Linked DNA regions of Rattus norvegicus: region 2 is linked to region 1. A link is a contact called in public Hi-C data. All regions are on one chromosome and are shown on one strand. The core of a region is the stretch at or near the end of the contact, and the rest is flanking DNA. Distances in the headings are between cores, read along the strand shown.

Region 1 (4,452 bases), core at 1,202-3,701:
TTAAAGCCCCTGGGCTATGTGTATTGAAGGTTACTTGTGAATATGGCCTAACACAAAATCATAAACTTTGAAAAAATTATGAGGTGGTACATGCATGCATACGTGGTTATGTGTGTTTAGTTGGTTTGTGTTAGCTTTGTAGACAATGGCGTTATGTTGCATTGTCAAAAGGTTGGCCATGGCTGGGCCTTACTGCTTCCCTTGGCTACCTCCTAGGCAATATGTACAACAGAAGGGTGGATTTTTTAAAAAGCAGTTTCCTGAGGAGAAATTACTTGCACTCCAGTGGAATAGAGCGTTCCCTTTTTAAAAGATGTTATTCAGACTGAGAGAAAGAGAGCTGAGATTGGATCCCTAGAACCTATGCAAAGATCCAGAGGTTACTCCAGGAACCCAGAACTAGGAATAGGAGTGAGGAGAGCAAGTACTCTTCCAGTGATTCATATGTTCGGCCCTTACGGATTGTTTTTTTGTTTTGTTGTTTTGTTGTTTTGTTGTTTTTTTGGGGAGTGGGTGTCTTTTTTGTTTCCCTCTCTCTTTTTGTATTGAATTCAGGCACCCTAAAGATCCCAGAAGAGATTATTATACCTGCTGGAGTTACAGGCAGCTGTGTGACATTCTACTGGGGTTGTAGACACTGAACTCAGGTCCCCTGGAAGAGCACTATGTACTCATAACCTGGACCTATCACTTCAGCCTCTGTTTAACTCTTTAGAGTAAATTTTCTCTGTTCAAATTGTTCTCAAATTTCTCTTCTGTGATTATCCAAGGGTAATATAAAAATATACCATGAGCAAAGCCTATATGTCTTTTTAAAAATGTCATTCTTAGGTTCATTTTCTTATTAAAATGCATTTTACTTTATGTAGACCAAAAAAAAAAAAAAGTAATGTCTATACAGCTGCATCTCAGCTCAGAAAGGGAATCCATAATAATTTTGGAAGGACACATCACAGGACTGGGTTCTGGTAGAGAGAACACTGAGCCAGTAATGAAGTATCCTGACAATCTTTGTAGTTTCAACCAGGGTTCTCATTGTCTATAGTTTTGTGTCAAGCAATGCTCAGTCCTGCAAGCTTCAAGGACAGCTGAATCCGATGTGGTTCACAATTTTGGCTGGCATTGGTAAGAGCATACCTTCCTGGTGGACCTTTGTGTTTGATGTGATGTCACTGGAGGTGACTTAGCAGAACTGAGCTAGAGCACGGTCTGGTTTCCAAGGTCCAAAGCAACTGCCCTCACAGTCTGGCACCTTGTCAAAATGGCACTCATGACCATTCTAGTACAGTGGCCTTGGAACTCTAGGTCTTTGACAGTGAATTGCATGGTCTTTATGAACCAGTCTTTAAAATTACATACACTCGTCATTTCGGATGACTCCTTTTCCTAATTTGTTGGGTCAGAGTGGATAACTGGAGGACTTCCAATACTAAAAACTCATACTTGTAACCCCAGATAGTTGGTTACAAGAGCCAAATGTGTCACTGGGAAAACTCCCTTCAAAGGGAGGAAAGACATATTTCTCTCCGTAGGGCTCGAGGGGAACACATCAAGTATTTTTGGATGACAAAATTTCTAAGCCATGTGGTATTTAAACTGAGTGTCAGTTGCCTTGTTTCAGTGAAGAGATCTGAAATAAATACTCTCCAAACTTTGATCCAGCTCTAACCAGGAAGTTACCAATGGGAAACAAAAACAGAGGCCTTGAGAACTCTACAGGACCGTACGCAAGAAATTTCCTTGGGCATATAGGTAGAACATAGATAGTTGTATTAATAGAGGGTTTTTTCTGATTTACTAATTATCCTGGTTTGGTTTATGTGTCAAAATACATATTGTAACAGCAATAAAATTGGGCAGGTATGTTTAAGTCAGTAAGCGTGAACATCTGGCCTCATAGTTCTTTCAAGAACTCCACACTTATCCCACTAGGGGGGACTTATTGGAGGAGGCAAGAGTACACAAAAGCAGAGCACAGCCAGTGTCTTGATCTCTAGTAACACGTCACATCTGCAACTATAAGCCACATCTGTGTAACTCCATTACCTTTTCATCTGTAGGGAAGTACATGGATGTATGTATTTTTTCATGACTGAGTCTAAGACAAGTTCTATACAAAGAAAGTCATGTGGCCAGTGGATAGGAAAGATCTCTTCCTGCTCTGGAGGTTTGGTGATGGGCACTTCACGGGGTAAGTCAGTTGCTAAGAATAGGGCCAGACAACTTGGAAATAACCGTCGATTGGGAGTTAGAATCCTGGGTTCCTGTCCTACTTGCTACTAATCAACTGTATTGCCTAGGGCAAGCCACTTCAGTTTTCTTCTGTGCCCTAGTTTTTTTTTTTTTTTTTCGTATAAATTGGGACAATAAGCTCGCCCTACTTATCTCATTAGATTGTTGTGAGGGTCATAGAAGTCACTGTGACTAAATGTACTTTGAGTCATGAAGCTGTGTAAGTGGGAAAGAACAATGCCTCTCCTGTCCCTCATGAGACCTACAGCTGTCACCTCTATAACCAAATGCAAGCCACCATGAAAAGCACACCAGATTTAGTCACTCATAGCTCTATGTGACATAGAAGCCTTCAGGAGAAAGACTCAGGGGAAAACATCTATGTCACGCTAAGGCTCAGTGAAGCAAACAACTTAGAGTGGACGAGAATGATTGGATCACTAGGCATAGGCAGAGCAGGTCAACGAGAAAGGCCTGTCTGTTCAGATTTTTCTTGCACTTATATTTTTGTAGAATCTCTTCCTCCTGGATATGGAGTGAACTGTATTCTAGAATGGGGGTCTTATTACTTACTGTCAAACAAGGAGGTCAAAGAATTTTTTTATGGCCAGCATTTACAGAAAGTTGGAGGTTAAAGTCAGGTTTTCCGGTTTTATGGCTGGTGTAAGGAAAATGTTGTAGTTTCTATAAGGTGCTTTAGGAACAGAGCAGAGGGTAGAAATTGGAAGATGGAAGGGGTTCACAGAAGCTTTGCTGCAAGGCCTTCACTTATTTTCTCTGAGACCTAAGAAACACAGATTTCCACAGAGGCCATGAAATGTCTTTCCTTTCCTTTCCTTTCCTTTCCTTTCCTTTCCTTTCCTTTCCTTCCCTTTCCTTTCCTTTCCTTTCCTTTCCTTTCCTTTCCTTTCCTTTCCTTTCCTTTTATTTTGAGACAGGGTTTCTGTGAGTCCATGACTGCCTTGAAACTCTCTTTTGGACCAGGCTGGCCTCAAACTCACAGAGATCCACTTAACTCAGCCTCCCAAATGCTGGGATTAAAGGTAAGTGCCACCACTGCCCAGCTGCATTGTTTCTTTCTATGTTGTCCAGTGAAGCTACCAAACCTGGCATCTGATGGAAATCCATCTTGAACACTGTAGACTTTAAAATAGGTCTTACTGGTTTTCTAATACTAAACCTCAGATTGCGCTTCTGGTAGGAATCGATAGATGAGTCACATCGTTATGTATATATGTATATAAACATGCCAAAGGGTTAGAAATCTTCAGGTGTAGGAGATACTGAGGTAGAACAGCACATATAAAGTCTTGGTCAGGTAGCCTAACTTTGGAGAAAATGGTGAGATGCGATACCTTGCAACAGTAGAAATTCTTTGAAAATGTAACTCATAAAATATAGATGTAAACGTTTACTTATTAAAATCGAACATTCTTAGTTGGAAATAACTTAAAAGAACACTCTTGATTTATTATTTCTCCCCCTCCTTTCCCACCTCCCCTCTTCCTCTTCCACACTGAGAAGCAAACACGGGGCATGCTGGGAAAACACCTTAACACTGATGTGCAATCACAACCCTTCAAGGAGATTCTAACTCAACAACTCTTCATTTAATGATGAAAACTTGGAAATTCAGTTAGCATGTGGCTTGTCCACAGCTGCACATCCAAGACAGTGACAAGATTATTCTGATGTTTAAGCAACTCATAATTTTCCTTGGAACCAGTTTTCAAGTTCAAAATAAGAGACCGAGTGAAGGTGGTAGTTAGATTTAGAATATGGTTCCTGGACTAGACAAGATGCTGCTGGGGACACGAAAGGAAGTGCAGGTACAACCATGATTGAGAGTGTCATTCCAGTAAAAGGCCAGATATCAACCAAGCAAGTTTCATAAGAGAAAACTATCCAAGCTAGCTGAAGAGAGACCTGAGACCTGTAAACAGAAGGAATACATTTCAGAAGTCCAGTCGGGCTAGCTAAAATAGGTTTGAAACTAGCAGAAAGAATGATTGTGACTTTTATTGAAGGCTATCTACAAGTCATGACACTAAGTAGCTCACATAATTCTCATCTTAAAATTTCAAAATCAATCAATCAATCAATCCTGGTTTTGATGAAGGGGTGAAGCAAGCACTCAAGTGAGAGCTGGAGCTTGATCTACAGACTTTCAAATTCCATCACTGAGGTAAGAGGGAGAAGATGATGTGTAGTTCAGATATT
Region 2 (4,452 bases), core at 645-3,144, 190 kb after region 1:
TAGCTCTGAACCCCATTTTTTAATAGGGTTATTTGTTTCCCTGCGGTCTAACTTCTTGAGTTCTTTGTATATTTTGGATATAAGGCCTCTATCTGTTGTAGGATTGGTAAAGATCTTTTCCCAATCTGTTGGTTGCCGTTTTGAAGGACAGGGTTTAATTAAAAACAAAGCATGCAGGAGCCCGACCTAGTCAAGCAGAGAGTCTTTGCATTATTACATGCATCAGGAGTTTATTTTCGCAGCGCTAGGTGATGGAACCTAGAGTCTTGCTACTTACCAGGCAAGTGCTATCCCACAGAGCCACACGCCATTGATGCTTTTTAAAATATAAATTTGTTTGTGTCTGTGACAAATTCTGGGTATTTCTCAGAAACCAGAGCACTATAAAGAAACATCCATGCATGGCTGTTGAGATCAGGCTATGCCCTACCCTAAGTTACTACATATTGTATGGATGGATGTCTTTTAGGTCGTGCACTGTACTAGGAAACCCCACTTCACGAGGTAGCTTTTGAGTCGGTAGCTCATGGGTGGAGGCAAAAACTATACCATCTGTCCAGCATCCTCCAGCACGGACTGAGAGATGATTTATTCCTGAAATACACAGTGAGCCACCCTATAAATCTATGGAATAGAATTGAAACTGTGGGAACATGTGGGCATATAGTCCAGCCCCAAGAATTTACTAGGCACACTAGACCAAGGAACAAGGGTAACTCATTTACCTGATCAATAAAGTGGTGGATATCCAACATGAAAATCATGACTGAACATCTCATACCTGGAGTCTCCAAACAAGGACTCCCTGACTTCTGTACCCTCCAGATGTTGACACAGTCTACCGGGCACTTCCTGCCTGTCCATTTGCACCTGGAACAGATTTACTGTCTCAAGCTCCTGATTGTTTTCTTGATCACATTCAGCCTTCAACCCTTCTGATGAATCCTGTACCTTCTCTCACAGACCAGATTCCAACAGTTCCAGGCCCAGTCCCCACTGGAGACTGGTCTGGTTTGTCCCCCTATCAATACATACTTTCTCAGCCCACTTGGAAAAGTATGAATTCTGCTGTCGTTCTTTGGCAAGCATCCATCCACTACCTCATGCACACACAAATAGATGTGTGTGTGTGTGTGTGTGTGTGTGTGTGTGTGTGTGTGTATTTACTCCATAGTGTGGGAAGTAAAAGACAATACTAGTAACTAAGATTGGAATAAAGAGTCTCGATTCACCTCAGCGAGGCTACAGAGCACTGACACTGCTAATCCTAGTGAATGTATTGTTGTTCAGTGAAATTCTGACACTGTGGAAAGACACACGTTTGTCTGTGTTTCTGCCATAGGGTTCTCACAGCAGTGGCTTTTATGTATTTATTTTTATTGGTATTGGAACTTCCTCACCTTGATATAATGAACGGGTATCACTCCCAATGTTAAGAAACCTCTTCAATTGTAAATTATATATAATGATCCCAGCAACAACCTCCCAGGAAAACCTTTCGCCCCAGCCCTCACTTCTGTCTTCTCGCCTCTCATTTCTCATTCCTTATAATATCTGGACACTGCTAGAAGCCTACCATCATACAACAAGGAGTTTGAGATGACGGGAGTGAGAAAATGGATTCCCAGAAAATGACTCTTCTCCTCCTGGCCCAGACAGGACAGGGTGTGAGTTACTGGAGGAGTTGGGTGATTAAAAAAACTTTCCCTGTGGCTAGAATGTTTGTTTAGAAAGCAAGGAGAATTATCAGATAAACCCCTTAACCTGCTTGTGACTCTTGTAATGTAAACGGTACAAGCAATAAAGTGGCCAGCTGACGGCCTCTTACAGGACCGATCAAGCCAAGTGATTCCTTTTATATTCATTTACACAAGAAAGCAAACCTTTCTTTCCCAGTTCCTGACACACACTGCCTCAGCACAGCCTGTCAATTGTTTATTGGGTTGAGGAGAATGCCAGGGGTGGGAGGTGCCAGCCTCAGTCTCTGTTTTCCCTGGAAGCTTCTTAGGAAGCCATCTCAGCTTTTAAATGTGGCAAAACTCCTGTTGGGATTTACATAGAAGGAAGAATTGATTCTCTCTGGGTCATAAGAATTTCTGTATCTCCTCATTATTATTCCAAAAATGATTTTGCCTTCTCTTTACCCGGGAGGACTTGACTCAAACTGTATTTAATTTTTAAGTGGGCATACAGAATAATGCAAAACAAAACAAGTGCTTTACAGCAAGAACAAAAGCGCACAGACCCACAGACCCAATACCCTATCTTATTTGAAATTCCTGGAAGCATTCTAGGAAATGAGGTGGTGAATGTTAGTTGCAGACAAGGAAAGTGGGGGCAAAGGGAGGGAGGGAGGTGTTGGGGGAGGTAGAGAGAGTGGGGAAGGGACGGAAGGAGAGAGAAAGAGACAGAGACAGATAGAGATTTGTTAGGTAATTTTTGAGAGGCAGATACACTTCCAGGATATATTTTTTTTTTCTTGGGGGGGGGGATACTTTTTTTCCTCGCTTTTCATCTCCTTCACACACTGGCCGAGGCAAACAAGGTGAACAGATGTGCTCAAAGAATTAACTCTGGCCCAGGGAACATGGGGAGGAAATATTTCCTTTGAAATAGCCACCTTTAAATTCCATTAGTTCAATCTGATAGAGAGGGATCTGGGCAAGGAAATGATTTAAGCAGCCAGGCTGTTTGTCCAGACACGGAGCCCTTTTGTCATATGAAAAACCTGAAGACAAATTGAATATTTCTCCCATAAACTGGCAAGAGTTTAACATCCTGGCTTGAAGGAGACAACCACATTTGTTTTACTGTTAATAAATTCACCTAAGTAAGGATTTTTCTTTCGCCACTAAGTCCCCTGCCCCCTCCCCACTCGTTCAGAACAGCTCCACAGTCGCCACGTCTGTGTAAAACCAACTCTCCCCACGGAAAAAGCTGCATAACCAGTCAAAGAACAAGGCTGTGGGATTAGCACATTATGAAGAATAAAGAGAGGCCTTCAGCTTGCTGTCATGTGCGATATTTATCACATTCTTCATGACTGGCTCTAATAACAGCACCGAGATAGAACAAGCTTGATGAATTTTACAAGCACAAGTCTAAGGAATCCAGGAGACCAAACCCACTTCACTTGCAGATTTTATTAGTCTTTAAAAAAAAAAGTATGTGTGTGTGTGTGTGTGTGTGTGTGTGTGTGTGTAGGGGTGGGGGGCCTATTGCTACAAAAGTAGGCTTGGATTTTGTCTGTTATGCTAATGTATTCATAGAAGAAGCTGGTGCTGAAGGCGGGTCTCCAATTAAGACAAATGAGTCACATTGAATTTCTCCCCCAGGGCACAGCAGGGGTGCTGGCAAAATCTACTTTATTCTTTGCTGTCAGGACTGAACTCGAAACAAAAGCATGAAAATTCAACACATCCACTTACAGAATAATAAAGGCTGTTGTTTAAAGCGTGAAGAGTTTTGGCACCCTTCTGGGGCCGGCTGCAGATCGTTCTTCCTCTCTATGGCTAGCACGCCATCGCTCTTGGAAATTAAAGATGTACTTGGTCGGTTAACAGCTGAGAGGAAAGCAGCCTGAAACTCAATTAGATTTTGTATTAAGCAAATAAATCAGGACTGACTGATATTGGCTAAACGAAAATGCATTACGGGCTGACAGTAATTCTAATTTGATTGACAAATATACGTGTTGTGTTATTAAGCTAAATGAATGATAAGAATCCTTTTCTTTTTTTTTTTAAGTTTGAGAATTTTGTTCTAGCAAACAATTCTTCTCTTTGAACTTGGGAGGAACAGAAAACAGACCCCATCTACCACTTGGTATTGCTTCTCTTCTGCCCTGGAACACAAGGAATCTGTTTTCTGTTCCTGGCAAAGAGTTGGAGACAAAATGAGTTTGCTGAAAGTCATTTGTTTTCATCCAGCTAGAGTTAGGGCAAGGTAACTTACTAATCGGCACACTATTTGCCTGCCGGAATGGAGCACAGCCAAGACACCTTTTATTAGTCACTTGGAAAGCAGGGAGCTGCACAGGCCTCCTTGTGTCTTCAGGGCTCTGAGGCACACAGAGCTTTTCTGCATGAGAGCACTTTGAGGTTCAAGTTTAAGAATGAAGATTTCAACCAAATTTTCTAAAGCCTTGTGGCAGGTGTGTGTGTGTGTGTGTGTGCGTGTGTGTGTGTGTGTGTGTGTGTGTGTGTGTGTGTGTGTTTGTGTTTGAGAGAGAGAGAGAGACAGAGACATGCAGAGACACACAGAGAGAAAGAGACAGAGTAGGATTTATAAAGACAGGGTGGGGTGTGTAAAGACAGGGTGAGGTATGTAAAGACAGGGTGGTGTGTGTGTGTGTGTGTGTGTGTGTGTGTGTGCTTGTGTGTGTGAGAGAGAGAAAGACAGACACAGAGAGACAGAGAGAGAAATGATGGTGTGTGTATGTGTGTGTGTGTT

The links. A called contact is a pair of places that touch in the nucleus more often than the background predicts.
Region 2: a Hi-C map of Schwann cells shows a contact between it and region 1, with 4 times the contacts expected there. The contact joins two enhancer-like sites. A contact is called at or near these places in 2 of 12 Hi-C or Micro-C datasets (Schwann cells and frontal cortex).

The regions. Positions count from the first base shown.
Region 1 is chr18:50,625,255-50,629,706 of GRCr8, forward strand. All of the region lies in intron 1 of LOC108348794 (a long non-coding RNA gene), which reads left to right. Among named protein-coding and RNA genes, the nearest start is that of Zfp608, 19 kb to the left of the region's middle. Within about 2 kb of position 2,452, at least 4 of the 93 cell types and tissues checked have an H3K27ac peak or open chromatin away from gene starts, as enhancers often do. A contact at or near this core is called in Schwann cells, where this site is marked.
Region 2 is chr18:50,811,022-50,815,473 of GRCr8, forward strand. No RefSeq gene overlaps it. Among named protein-coding and RNA genes, the nearest start is that of Zfp608, 200 kb to the left of the region's middle. Within about 2 kb of position 1,895, at least 41 of the 93 cell types and tissues checked have an H3K27ac peak or open chromatin away from gene starts, as enhancers often do. A contact at or near this core is called in Schwann cells, where this site is marked.